Regions from separate parts of the Mus musculus genome. Here all the other regions are linked to region 1. Evidence: chromatin contacts called from public HiChIP or PLAC-seq data. All regions are on one chromosome and are shown on one strand. Each heading gives the region's core, a stretch centred on a gene start, on an enhancer-like site or on the middle of the called end of the contact. The rest is flanking DNA. Distances are from core to core; before and after follow the strand shown. Region 1 holds the start of Il7 (interleukin 7). Region 2 holds the start of Pkia (protein kinase inhibitor, alpha). Region 3 has its middle 140 kb from the start of Il7.

Evidence for each region. HiChIP or PLAC-seq counts read pairs in DNA pulled down with a chosen protein or histone mark.
Region 2: a FOXA1 HiChIP or PLAC-seq map of pancreatic cancer cells shows a contact between it and region 1. The contact joins the promoter of Pkia here to the promoter of Il7 in region 1. A contact is called at or near these places in 3 of 484 Hi-C or Micro-C datasets (the HL-1 cell line, embryonic stem cells and muscle stem cells), 4 of 115 datasets of contacts at active chromatin or transcription factors (astrocytes, embryonic forebrain, pancreatic cancer cells and 1 more) and 1 of 9 other capture datasets (adipose tissue).
Region 3: a contact with region 1 is called in an H3K27ac HiChIP or PLAC-seq map of bone marrow-derived dendritic cells, with 6 times the contacts expected there. The contact joins the enhancer-like site here to the promoter of Il7 in region 1. A contact is called at or near these places in 1 of 39 promoter capture datasets (macrophages), 4 of 115 datasets of contacts at active chromatin or transcription factors (bone marrow-derived dendritic cells, embryonic stem cells, large pre-B cells and 1 more) and 3 of 9 other capture datasets (adipose tissue, macrophages and pancreatic islet).

The regions. Positions count from the first base shown.
Region 1 is chr3:7,611,209-7,615,932 of GRCm38.p6, reverse strand. Il7 (interleukin 7) reads left to right here and starts at 2,173. Exons shown (of 5, transcript NM_008371.5): 1 at 2,173-2,762. The coding sequence starts at 2,753. It overlaps Gm16685 (predicted gene, 16685), which reads right to left and starts at 3,228. Exons shown (of 3, transcript NR_168341.1): 1 at 3,124-3,228.
Region 2 is chr3:7,364,708-7,369,431 of GRCm38.p6, reverse strand. It overlaps Pkia (protein kinase inhibitor, alpha), which reads right to left and starts at 2,828. Exons shown (of 3, transcript NM_008862.3): 1 at 2,680-2,828.
Region 3 is chr3:7,753,578-7,758,301 of GRCm38.p6, reverse strand. No RefSeq gene overlaps it. Among named protein-coding and RNA genes, the nearest start is that of Il7, 140 kb to the right of the region's middle. Within about 2 kb of position 2,576, at least 18 of the 459 cell types and tissues checked have an H3K27ac peak or open chromatin away from gene starts, as enhancers often do. A contact at or near this core is called in bone marrow-derived dendritic cells, where this site is marked.

The DNA.
Region 1 (4,724 bases), core at 924-3,423:
CTGGAGATGGAATCTAGGGGGTTCATGAAAATTAAGCAAGCTCCCAGCCTTTGAGCTATGTCACCAGTCCTGTTTTATTTTGTTACTTTTAAAGACATGGTTTCACTCATTAAACAAATCAGGAACTGAACTTTTAATTCTCCCTGCCTCTGGTTGAGCAGCTAGGGTTACAGGTACCAGGCCTCACATATTATTTCATTTATTTAATTATCAACATTCTAAAAATTCATGAAATATCCACCCCTGTCAATCTGTATGTTCAATTTGTATTTAAAAAGCAATAGCTGATTTAAAGAGCTGGGCTGTTTTTTTCAAAAGGACACTAATTTTCTTAGAATTCTCTCATAATACAATGTAGTTCAAAGGTGTCCATTTTTATCTAACCTTTGAAATTCCAAATGCTTTCTAAATATTCTTTTCAGAAGACATTCTTAACACTGAGGGTCAGAGTCCTGTAAAATACATTTACTTCTCCTTTCCTGGAACTTTAGATACTTTCGCCTCATTTTACTCCAATGTTGCCTATGCACAAGCCTTTCTGGTGATTGTACTAGGAAGGAAGACAGACTTCCCCTCTCGCACTCTTTTGATGGATGTTCTTTGACTCTCCTCTGAAAAGCCCAACAACAGGTGGGGGGAAAAAAGCATAGAATGTGAGCAGTTGTACACCTACGTGTACCCTATGGTCAGGGAGTTTAATACAGCCGCCACAAACCTAGACATGTTTATAGAGTTAGTCTTTAACCACCCCTGCAGCCTCATCTCTGTCTACTGCTTTTCTCCACATCTGAGTTCCAATGACATTTTTGGAAATGTGTGCCTGAGAGGCTCAGTTTCCTGATTTCATTTGCCAGCAATTCCCTGTTTTCTTTCTCTTTCCTCTCTTTCCTTTTTTTTTTTTTTTTTTTTTTTTTTTTGGTGGACATTTTTCCATGTTCCATCGTTGAAATGCTTTCTCACCACAGTAGCTCTCTTCCATCCTGTCATACTGCAACGCTGGAGCCTAATCCTATTCTAGATAGCCCTTCTCTGTGGATGGGAGCTGTCTGGAGACCAGGGCTGCAGTGAAGATAACAAGTACTGTCAAATCTCCTGATGCTTTGAGCAGGATGACAACAAGAGAGACAACAGAGAGGTGTTTAAACAGCCCTGCAGGCACCGGGTAGGATTTATTTTGGAAGTGCACTAAGACAACAGGTTTTACATTGAATGTGGAAAGTGAGAGTCCCTGCAGAGTCCACAGGCCAGTGCCCAGTTAGAACTCCTATGGTCCACACTCTAAATGCACAAACAGTACCTCTCTGCCTCTTTTCACTGTTAACAGACAGAATCTGAAGCTCGTGTCCTGATGTCCGATTAGGAACCGCCAGCTCCAGACCCCTTTCTGAGGTTCCCCAGAGCGTTAAGAGCACACCCACCACCCTAGGGCGTCTTCTTAGTCTACTGTATCCTCCATTATTTACAAGGTTCTCTTCCACAAGAGATTCCAAGCAGACTCTTTGAAGCCAGCCTGCAGGTGTTTTTTATCCAAATTCAGCCACGTGAACTTAGCTCTGTTACTTAAGGAAGCCTCTGTTCCCATGTGTATCTTTCAACTGCAGATAAGAAAACAGATTGCCTCGGCAGAAAACTCCAGATGCCAAAATACATGTAAATTCCTGACCAAGAGTCCTGGCATAGAGCAAATACTAGATATATGAGAGATATGGTCCTGATCTCAGATCTCTCTTGTTACTGGTTTGCACAACCTGCCTTCACCTAAGCAGTGTTTCTCCTGATTATAAGAAACAACACTAAATCAGGAATCCCCTCGGTAATTCAGGCCTATTATTAAAACAAAACAAAACACTTTAATGAAACAATCACAATGGTGATTAGCTATGTCAGGAGATAACTGTGGGAGATAGTTACTATGCAGAACTTCTATGTGCCCCCAACTAATACGAGTTTTGGTTTTCTGAAGCTACCACTTACATACTAGACTGGATGGACTCACAAGAATTATTTGTTCTTAAAGTCCTACCTGAGCAGGTGCATTGCACAGATGACAGGGAGGAAAAAAAAAAAAAAAACAAACTAGAGAACCTAGAGGGGCAGAGGGCGTGACCCTCTTAATCATCCTTCACTTCCTTTTTTTTTTTTTTTTTTTTAAGATGACTTACATCGGCGGCAGCAGAAGCAGCGACGCCTCCTCAGTGGAACTGACTTGCAATAGCGAGCTTTCTCTGCTGCACATTTGTGGCTTCTGTGGACATATTAGTAACCAGCGGTTTTAGCTCCCAGTCTCACAGAGTTGCCAGAGAGGTTAGAAGTCATTTGAAAAGCCTATTAGCCGAATCTTTCTGATCCAGAAGGCCAGCTGGCTTCTCCTGAGCTACTTTCAATTCGCAGCAACCACTGATCCTGGTCCAGGTGACTGGGGAAGACGCTGAGGGTATAAACCCAAACATTGAACCTGAAGACCCAGCGCAAAGTAGAAACTGAAAGTACCCTGCTTAGTCTGCCGGCAGATCCTACGGAAGTTATGGCAAAGCCAGAGCGCCTGGGTGGCCGGTGATGCATGCGGCCCCTCTTGGGATGGATGGACCAGGCGTGGCGTGGGTGAGAGGAGTCAGCTGCCTGAACTGCCCTGCCCAGCACCGGTTTGCGGCCACCCGGTGGATGACCGGGGTCCTGGGAGTGATTATGGGTGGTGAGAGCCGGCTCCTGCTGCAGTCCCAGTCATCATGACTACACCCACCTCCCGCAGACCATGTTCCATGGTAAGCGCTGCTCTCTGGTGCGCACAAGTAGGTGCGCCTAGCGCGCCGGGGACTCTGGGACAGTCCGGGAGGTGCCACCCGCCCCCGCGCCTCCGCACGTCCGGGAATAGCCCGGCCTTGCACTTTGGACAGGCTGAGAGCTTGGCCTCTCCCATGGTCAGCCACTACCCGCGCTGAGCTCGGTTGCCCAGAACCATTGGCACCTGGGCGTACAACCCTGGCGGGCGGGGAGGAACAGTTCCCGAGGCGGTTTTCAGATCCCCAGACCCAGAGCTTCAGTGCGGGAGCCGCGACGCGGTGGCCCCCTGCAGTCAAGACTCAGTAGTCAGTGGTTTTCAGCCACTTTGTCCCTAGCCAGTACCTCTTCAATGCAGCCCTTCCTGGCTTCCTGGCTGTGCAGTTACTCACAGGCTGCCTGGGTTCAGGGCGTTGCTGGGCTCTCGCAGCTCAGAACTTCATGGAGAATGAAAGAGTCGCTCCCAGGATGCGCTTTTAAACCCTAAAGGACAGATCATTGGAAAACCCCCTCTTCTCCCCGCAGTAAGTCTGGGAGTTTCCGATCCAGGCTGTAAGTTGACTTGTTTGCTGGGAACCCAAGTCCTGCGGCTGAGATTGCAAAAGGCCAGATTTTATTTTCCTTCTATATATTTGCTACTTAAGGGAGGCAGAACTTTAAGTACCCATGAGTACAAATTCTTAGCTCCCTGATCAAATCTAATAGGCTTGCATTAGTTTTAAATAAGTAAGGATTTAAAGTGGACAAGAACAGAATTGACAGAGGCTGGAATCCATTTGTAGCTAGAACTAATAGAGATGAGAACAGAATGGAGTGTGAGGAGGTCTACCTAAGGGAATGCAGGTGTTTTAAATACTTCCTCAAGCAAGAGAACCTATGGAGGTGCAGGATCTAGCCTAAGGCTCTTTCCTTTTGCAACCCCATTGCAAACCATTGTATTGGTTTCCGGCCCACTGTTTTAGGTACAATTACTTCCCCTCTCTTAGGTACTAGCGAACCAAAAACATTTGAGGGAGTACTTATCAGAAACCAAATAAAAGATGTGGAGACCTGAGAGACTGCCCAAGAAAATGATGGAAGGCTGCCAAGGTGCCCCTGCAGGAGCTCACTGTACAGCTAGAGACACCGCATCCCTGTCTTCTTTGCAATGCCCTGGGTTCTGAAATTGCCTTTCACTTTAACCCTTGGATTACCTACAACCTGGAGAGATAAAAGGACAAAGGAAAAGCAAAGGTGTAATTTAAACGAGGAGGCTTTTCCCATTGAGATACATCCATATCGGACATGCCTTATTTTCTTAGTAAAGAAAATATGAAAATATTAAACTCACGGGAGTTAAAGTAAGTGGCTTTTTTTTTTTCTTTCATTTTCGGTCCAAAATTTACTAGAGGCGTGGGTAAACTCCATCAAGGCTGTGTGCTGTGTTTCCACTTTGTTATGTCGGGACACCAAGTAAACAAGGATTCACTCGCTGACGCTCAATTGTGCTGCCTCATTATGAATCAGCATACATTTTATTTGTATACTAATAAAAGGAAACAATGAGAAACATAGAGCCTTGGGAATATGGAGGAAGCCTGAAGATCTATCTGTAAAGGAGAATTAGAAATTTCATCTCAGTGTGTATACTTCTTGAACAAAAATGGAAAGTTCTTTTATAAAACCAATCTCATGGCCCATGGGTATGAAGTACTGTTATCCTGACTCTTGACAGATAATTTTGTTTTTTAATTAATTTATTTTTATTCCTTAATCTTTTTTTTTACAGTACAGACTTTATACCTCTCCTGTTCTGCCCCCCCCCACTGCTCTCCTCCCCATACCTCCTCCCCAGCCCCCACCCCACCCCTGACTCCAAGAGAATGCCCTCATCCCCCATGCCACTAGGCCTCCCCACTCCCTGGGGCTTCAAGTTTCTCAACAGTTAGGTGCCTCTTCTCTCACTG
Region 2 (4,724 bases), core at 1,579-4,078, 250 kb after region 1:
ATGTGTGTGTATGAGTGTAAATATGTATGTGTGAGTGCATGCATATGTGTGTATGTGAGTGCAATCATGTGTTCACTGTGTGAGTGTATATATGTGTTTATGTGTATGTGTGTGTACATTTGTATGTGTCTGTACATTTGTGTGTGTGTACACATGCACATATCTCTGCTTAAAGCTCTGAACTTACAAATATTTCTAGAAATAGTTTACAACAAGCTGCATATCAGCATTTCTTATGTACCACGTCCTCCTTAGCTATACCTCTTTAGTTGTTTTCTTCCTTCCCTGCAAGGTACCTTCACATGTTTTATTAGTTTCAACTGTGAAAACATTGACAGACATCCTGTCAGCTCACTGAGCAACATCCCCGTGATACTAAAGCAATTTCTTGCCAGATATTTCAGTTTCCTCAAAAAGGAAATAACACAGCCTTTGAATTTATAGCTGCCAACACAGTGCTCTCAGACATCTCTCTCTCAACCAGAACATATAGGATGCTCTCTCAGGCACCTCACTCTTAATCAGAACACGTAGGTAGCTCTCAGACACCTCTTTCTCAACCAGAACATATAGGATGCTCTCAGGCATCTCTCTCTCAACCAGAACATATAGGATGCTTTCTCAGGCACCTCTCTCTCTCAACCAGAACATATAGGATGCTTTCTCAGGCACCTCTCTCTTATCAGAACATCATAGGGACTTTTTCTGTCCCTGTAGGATCAAGTGATCATTATATAATTGGGCTTTGATTTAGAAGTCAAATTTACTAAAAAGAATTACATACACACACACACACACACACACACACACACACACATATATATATATATATATATATATATATATATATATATATCATCAGTTATTTTTCAGAAAAATAATTGATTCATTAAGTATTTTAAAATTAGGGAAGGTGAGGGAGTGAGGACTTTTACAATCTTATTCTTAGTTTCCTTTATTAGGAAATCTCAAGTGTTTAATGTGTGAAATAAAAACATATTCAAGATACAGTAACAACAATACACAAACAGAAATAACCTGAGTTCCTGGAAACCCCAGAGAGAGTTCCTCGAGCGGGCTGTTTTGTAGTGGGCAACCTGTCCTTCTGCCCAGATACTGCAGTTGGAAACAAAGGAGCAAACTGAGATCTTCCTAAAGCGAATTTCTAAACCAAGTAAACACACAAGAATTAGCCTGATATCAGAGAATCTCTAACACTGGGAAGGGAAACAGGCACACTTGTCATTTGTAGGTTAAAGGCCCTCCTGATTTTCACCGATTTACCTTTTCACTGAATAAAATGGCATGGCCATTGAGTCGAACATACTGTCATCTTCAAGTATGGAGATGACAGCTCTTCTTATATACGGAATGTTGGCCCCCAGATTCCACACAATCCAGTTTACTGCAACTACTCTGTAGTTGAGGCACACATTTGAGCCACCCACTACAGCCATCTTACCTGCTTCATATCTTACTCAAACTTATGTCCCCAGCTGAGAATAAGGGCTTGAGCTGGGGGTGGAAAGGGTAGTGGGTGGGGGTAGCTCATGTGTGTGAGGGTATGAGGAGCCTGTACATAAGGAGACAATCCTGGGCATGCTCAAATAATCAAAGTCTGAGATTGGGGTCACCTTGGCTTTCTGTCTGCCAACAGGAAAGCCCCAGCTTAGGGTTACTGAGGAAACCTGAGGCATACACACTACTTGGTTTTGGAATGGTTACACTAAACTCTGACAGCTAATTTTCTTACACCCCAGCTGAACTAGAAATATTTGGAGAGACTGCCGTTTCCTTTTCCTGTACCCATGTATGCAGAGAGAACAGTCTGCATAGCCCAACATATTCTGTTATTCCACTCAAGCAAGCCTTTCGTTAGCCAACCAGGGTGACAGCAAGAAAAACACTTCGGGAAAACCATGTCTGTCCGGAGCTGAAAGCGGGACGTTTATTCCTTTGTACAGCTACAGGGGTGTGTTAAGGGAAACCCTCTGTGAGGCACAGCCCTTCTTGGGTCCTTAATGAACTCAGTCATGGAACTGAAGAAGGGAAAAAGACGATGAGATACAGCATCTCTGAAAATCAATGAGCTGATTGGCAGAGAAGATGGAAAATAAAGGTAGAAGTTGCCAAGTGCAGCCCACCTTAGGCAGAACTCGGGAGGGGAGCGAAGTTCTCACTGCACCCTGACTCCCAAAGGAACTGTATTGAAGCAAGCAGGTGTCATGACATTGAGATGAGAGAAGAAACACACAGGTATCACACCAGAGATGACAGAGAAGCAAGGAGGACGTGTAGGGGAGAGATTACGGATTACTGCCCTAACTGCTTCAAAGGACACACGCCTCCCAAGCCTGAGAAAGACTGATGGAAAGTAGAAGACACAAAGGTTAAATGGACATTCAGACGGTTTTACATTTCTAATAGTCATCAGTGTTTAAACCAACCTGCTACGGAAATGGCTGGTCGCCTTTAAGAGCTGGGGGCTGAAAAGCCCCTTTGTTTCTTCCGAACACCTCTTTTCCCATTTCAATTCAAGGCTAATCAACCTTTCACTCCCTTGCTCCATTTCCCACTGTAGAATGCAGCGGGTTAATTCTTCTTTCCCGGATCCTACAAAGCTAGCCCCAACCAGGCGGAAAGCCGTCTTGGATCGGAAAGCGCGGGTCAGCGGCTTACCTTCAGGATGGAGAGACGCGTCCCGGCTGCCCCTGGCTGCAGTCCTGCCCGCCTGGCCGCGTGTGCTGGGCTCTGGGCTCGCAAGGCCCCCGCCCCACCTGCAGCTGCAGCGGCCGCTGGCTACTCCAGGCTGGCTGCATGAAGTCATCGCCCGCCGGAGCAGCGCACTCGGTGCGAACCGCGGGGGGAGACTCGCCGCTCTGTGTTCCAGGAATTGCGTCTGCCAGCTGCACCCGAAAGACGCTGCTCCCCGGAGTGGAGGCTGATTTTCTCTGACCGATTTTACACCCGCAGCATTGCCGGATTGTGCAACAAAACAGAAGGGGCAAACAGACCTTCTTTGCAGAGAGTCCTTGATCTCCGCCCTCCCCTGTCACTATCGCTGTTTGGATAGCTCCATCTGACTGTGTAGGTTTCCCACCCTCTCCATCTTCCTTATCAGTACTGTTCATTTCGCCGAATCTGAGGGATGATTGTCTATTGAAATAAACAGTCATATACTCCGAAAATATTAAAATGGGCAACCGGCCTTTTTAAGAACCCTCATAACATGAGTCATTTGATTTTTAACACAGAGTAAAAACAGTTATGAACGCTGAAGATTGTGGACTTCCATTTTCTTGCTATTGTGATAGAATGGGGTTCTTCCAACCCAGTGAAAGGAGGAGAGCAGTGAAATCACCCAAGGACACTGAGAAGGGTCATTCCAGGATTTTAGTTCTGTTTGCTAGTGGACAGATGCGCATCCCAGCTCTCTCCTTGTACCCTACAGTCCTTGCTTTTGGGCTAGACTGCCTGGGTGAAAGCAATAATATTTGAAAAAACAAGAGGCAGATTTCACATCTGCAGATACCTGTAACTCCCAAGGGATTTCTCAGAATTTCCCTTGGTGACAAACTAAGCATGGATGCACACAAGCCTCTTGTCCTTGCTTCCTTAAATTGGCTCTCCCTCCATGCGTCTGTAAGACCCGAAAAGCCTTAGGTCCGTTATGTCCCACACTCACAGAGACGCAGAGACAAAGATTGATGCAAAAAACAAGAGGTTTATTGATCCAGCATGCTGGGGTCATCCTGAAATCAGGATAGAAGCAACCCCGAGTAGCTAAAGCACACACCTTTTATACATTCTTAAGAGCAGTTTTCAGTCACAGTTTAGCAGTTTATCATTAGTTAACCTTTAACGGCATTAAGGGGACAGACTTAAGGACCGGAGACATTGAGTGGGTTTTTCTAAACAATCAGAGGACTATCTCTTAGCGCACCTTGCAGTGAGGCAAATTCTGGGAAAAGAACATATTTACTTAACTTTTTACAAGAGTGGTCATTTTGAGCTACCACAAATCTTGCACATCTCCTTTTGCTTCCTTCCAAGGTACTGGCTAACCAACAGTTAGGTGATTGGTAGTACAAAGGGCGAAAGGCAGCTTAGGATTTTCTCTTTTTGGTGCTTGGCCAGGGTTTCTTTTCCAAGCAAGTCATTTCCAAGCAGGGAGTTTCCTTATCACTAGTATTCTGCAGTGTATGTGCCTCATTCCTCATATCTTGGCCTTCCTCGTGAGCATCATTAGAGGTTGCCAGTATTACCCTGGGAATCTGTCCAGCATAAGGGCAAGGAAGAAACTAAAAGACAAAAAAAACTTCATACTCCTCTATCAATTCCAGAAGAGAGTCAGTAATAGAGCCACCAGAGTTAACAAAAAACAAAATTAATAATTCTGAGAATTATTAATGCAGGATTAATTAGTGCAGGATGTATACACTTGAAATTTGAGACAGCTTAGTGCATCTCTGCACTCATTTTCATAAAATCAAGCCCTTTCTCCTATCACAGATTGCTGGATTCTTAGCTTGCATCATAGAGGTATATGCCTCTCGTTCACAACTGCAGAATAAGGCTGAGAAGTAACATCTTTAGTTTCACTAATATGTGGCTGGCATTAGCATTGAATGTGCACTTTAAACAGAAATGTGGGAAGAAACCACAGCAGTGTGGTGGTTGGATTAGGTACAACCACCACAGTCTCCTGTATTTGAATGATTGGC
Region 3 (4,724 bases), core at 1,327-3,826, 140 kb before region 1:
GTGCCTAGTCTTTGTAGAATATAGTATTTTATTAATTTTTAACTCTACCTTTTAGTTAATGTAAAAAATACCTCTTCATTTGCATAAAAGTCTTAAGGTTTCACACAAATTGAAGTATATAATAGTGTGTTCTTATATGAAATATACTTAAATACACCATATTAAGCATTTTTAACAGAAAACTTAGTTGCAATTCACCACAGAATGGTACATGAAGGAAAATTGCTTATTATTGTGGTTTGGAATTTAACCGTGTGTTAATTTGAAAACTGTTCATTAAATGAGTCTCATTCAGTACTGCCAAAAGTTGTCCTAAAATCTATTCTACATTATTTTAAGGAAACTATTAACAAAATGTTTTCTTTAAAATATGAAATATCAAGAAGAAATGTTAAACCATATGGGATGCTTGAACAACAGATGTAGGGCACATGCATAACGAGAATATAGTTATCCAGTTTCTCGTAGTAAACACACAAATATAAGGACAGAACAGTAGCATAAGGATCTTGGTACATTTTATTCAAATATTATGATTTGAAGAAATTAGAGGGAGGAAAGAATGTAGGAATCAGGGAGGATGGGGAGTACCAGGAGAACATGACCCACTGAATCAACCAACCTGGACTCACACAGGCTCACAGAGATCTAAATGGCAAGTACTGAGCCTATATGGTTCCTCTGTGTGTATATTATAGCCATTGCCTTGGTGTTTTTGTGGGACTCCTGACCATGGGAGCGGTGCATCTATGCCTCTTATGCTGGCTCTTGATCCCCCTTTTCTCCTATTGGGTTGCTTTGTCCAGCCTTGATATCAGGTGGTGTGCATTGTCTTATTGTATCTTGCTTTGTTTTTCTTGGTTGCTGTCTCTAGGAAAGAAATAGAGGGTGTGTGGATCTGAAGAACAAAGAAGGTGGGAGGCGTCAAAAGGAGTCAAGGGAGGGGAAACTATGGTTGGGATATATTTATGAGAGAAGAATCTATTTCAATAAAAAATAAAAACTAAATTTTAATGCCCATCTTTAAAGATAATTGAACAAATTCAGTGATGAATTCTTATTTTGAGATCCATAACTCAATTCTGTTCTCAATTATCATAATCTATGCCTAAACCAAACAATAGTTCAAAATGTATCTTCTTGATTTATAATTCTAACAATTAATAATACATGTAAATTAATATAACAATACTTATTTTTGTTTTTTTTCTAAAAAATAAATTGGTTTCCAATGCATTATTTTAGTTAATTCTCATATTACTGATTTTAAAGGGATTTAATTACATCTCTCTGAGGCAGATCAGCTCACTGAAAAGCTGACCGTGAAGCAGAGATCAGTGTTATTATATCATTATATCCAACAGAGCTGCTGTTGAGATTGTAAAGCTTGTCTCTCTCATTCTCTCTCTCTCCATATACATATATATATATATATATATGTGTGTGTGTGTGTGTGTGTGTGTGTGTGTGTGTGTGTGTGTGTGTGTGTATAACTCAAGGTTAATCAGGTGTCACCTTCTGAAGCTATATCCAACCACCTTTTATTTATCAGATGGAATTATTCAGTGGACCTGGTGCTTAATGACTAAACTAGACTAGATGAATAGTGGAGCTTAGGAATCTTTCTGTCTCTATTTCCTCAGTGTCGGCACTCTAAGTTCCACATGACTTTTTGTGGGTGTTGGAAATCAAACTCAGGTCCCCATGCTTACATGGCATGCACTTTACTAACTCAATAAAACACACACACACACGTGTGCGCGCACACACACATGTGTGCACACACACACAGACACACACATAGACACACACACACGGACACACACATAGACACACACACACGGACACACACACACAGACACACACACAGACACACACACACAGACACACACACACACAGACACACACACAGACACAGACACATACAGACACACACACAGACACAGACACACACACACACACACAGGGAAGTGCAGTTTAAAATTTACTTTCCCCATCTGCCTGCTGAAGTGTCAGAATATTACTTTATGAAATAAATTTTCATGGACAGAGAGAAGGGAACAGATAAAGTTGGTTAGTAGCCTAAGGAAAGGAACCACACATGGACAACAGAGGAGTCAAAGCCCAGCCAGAGGACTGGATCCTCTTCTGCTCTAAAGAAAGGGCTAGGGCTTGGGTGTTGTTGGGAGGTGGGGAGTCAGGCCATAAAAGGTGAGGGATGACCCACTCTAGAAGTCAATGTCACTTCTGCCATGTGGTCTGCCAGGTAAGGTACACTTGAGGTCATTGCTATTGATCCCCATGCATACCACTGGTATTTTTTCTATAGAGAAAGTGGAGTGTTCACAACACAGGCTTCATCTGCATCTGCTGTTCACTGAATTAGGTAGGTGACTGAAAGGACAGCTTTGCAGTCGCTCCTGTATCTGTGAAAGTCTGCATTTTTTTTTTTTGAATAATCAACTTGAAATATGTCAGGACGTGTATTTGAGGTGGCATGTTTGGTTCTCGCACTGAACCAACACATGGGAAAGGGGAAGTAAAACTGGGCAGAGATCCAGCAGTTCTGTGCAATGTCTGAAAACGCCAGTGGAGCCCAGGGGGAATTCCAGGACAGACAGGTCCTTCAGGGTCACCTCAAGCTGTGGGAAGAAGCCTTCTCCTTATTTCATCAGTCTGTGGATGTGAGGCCTGGGCACTGGCCAGGACAACAGTTTCCAGCCCAGATAAATTCTAGTAACAGGGATGACAGCTGAAGGCTGTCTAATGACAAACCTTCCAGCAGTTAGAGAAACAAGATCTTTATCCCTAAAGGGCCTCGGGGCTATATATCACAGTAGCAATGACAGTCATTGCCTAGAGTTCCATTAACTTTAGTAAAGGGTAGAAACAAACAAACAAAAACTTTTAAAAAGACTTACCATTTTTATTAATAGAGAAGCAGCTCTTCACTAAGATTTTGACTTAAGTCATGTCCTAGTCATTGGCTAGACATGTAATTTGTTTAAAATGTAGTTATAACAAGCATATATAGGCAGGGAATTGGGAGGGAGGGGGAGTGGGGAGATGAATGGGGGGGTTCAGGATTGTGTGTGGTGAAGGACAGGAGAGATGGCTAGGTGGCCATGAAAATTAATGGAAATTGGCAACTGATGGTAAGGAAATGAGGGGCATCTAGAGGATAAGACATGGAATAAGGGAGGCGCCCAAGAATCAGTGGGCGTGACCTTAGCTCTGACTCACTACATTGGGGATATGGAACCTAAAATGGCCATCTCCTTTAGCCAGGCAGCAACCCCAGTGGAACAACAGAGACACCAACCCACCCACAAAACTTTCATCACAAAATTTATTCTGTCTACAAGAAATGCAGGCAGGAAAGATGGAGTAGAGACTGAGGGAATGGACAAACAATAACTGCCCAACTTGAGACCCATCCCATGAGCAAGCACCAGTCCCTGACACTATTAATGACACTCTGTTATGTTTGCAGACAGAAGCATGTTGTCCTCTGAGAGGCTCCACCCAGTATCTGACTCAGACAGATGTAGACACCCACAGCAAATCAGTGGATGGAGTTTGGGGACTCTTACTGGAAGAATAGTAGGAAGGATTGTGAGCCCCAAAGCGGATGGGAACTTTACAAGAAGACCAACAGAATTAACTAACCTGGACTCTTGGGACTCTCAGAGTCTAAACCACCAGCCAAAGAACATACACAGGCTGGACTTAGGCCTCCCTGCACATATGTAGTAGATATGCAGCTTTGTCTTCATGTGGGTCCTGAACAACCAGAATTGGGGCTGTTCCAAAAGCTACTGCCCATATATAGGATATGTTCTTCTAGGTGGGCTGCCTTGTCTGACCTCAGTGGGAGAGGAAGTACCTAGCCTGCCAGGGACTTGAAGTACCAGGTAGGACAAATACCCAGGGGAGGCTCCACCCACTTGGAGAGAAGGGGAGGGGGGCAGGGGAAGGATTATGGGAGGAGGTAACTGGGGGTGGGGGGGAAGCAGTGAGCAGGATGAATAAGCAAATAACTAAATTATATTTTAAAATATTAACTATCCTGAAACTCACTTTTTACATATTAAAGCAGTATAGACTATATTTGATAACACCTAAAGTCTCTCAAATTATAAATATGAGTGTGAGTGTTGTTCAGCCTTCTGCTAAAGAAAATAAGTCATATAAAATCACAAACACATTGCTAAATCACCACTATGTGCAGTGTTGAATTGAACTGCTTTGGTTCCCAGCATGTCTCCCGTTCACTGTACCTACCCAAAAGCTCTGGATTCATGAAACACACACACACACACACACACACACACACACACACACACGCACGAGCTAATATGCCTTGATTAGTTCAATGGCTGGGCACTTCTAAACGTCCCCAAAGCTAGCACACAGTCCCCTCTGGTATCCTGAGTTAACATCTTTTAAAATCTGTATTTCATCTCTGCCACCCCAGACCTAATGGAGGAATCACTTTCCTGGAATCTTAAATGTTGGTGGGCCTTGAAGTCTGCCCCCTTTCATGGCAATTCTCCTCCTCTTTTCCCTCATTCTAAAAGCCATGCCTCTGTTCCCCTGCTCAGCCATTGGCTGCATGGCAATTTATTTTCAATCAAAGCCAGCTGGGAGCAGGGACCCTCAGCATCCGGAAGCCTCACTTTTGGGAGCCTAATTAGGTAACCATTAGAACCAATTCTCTACAC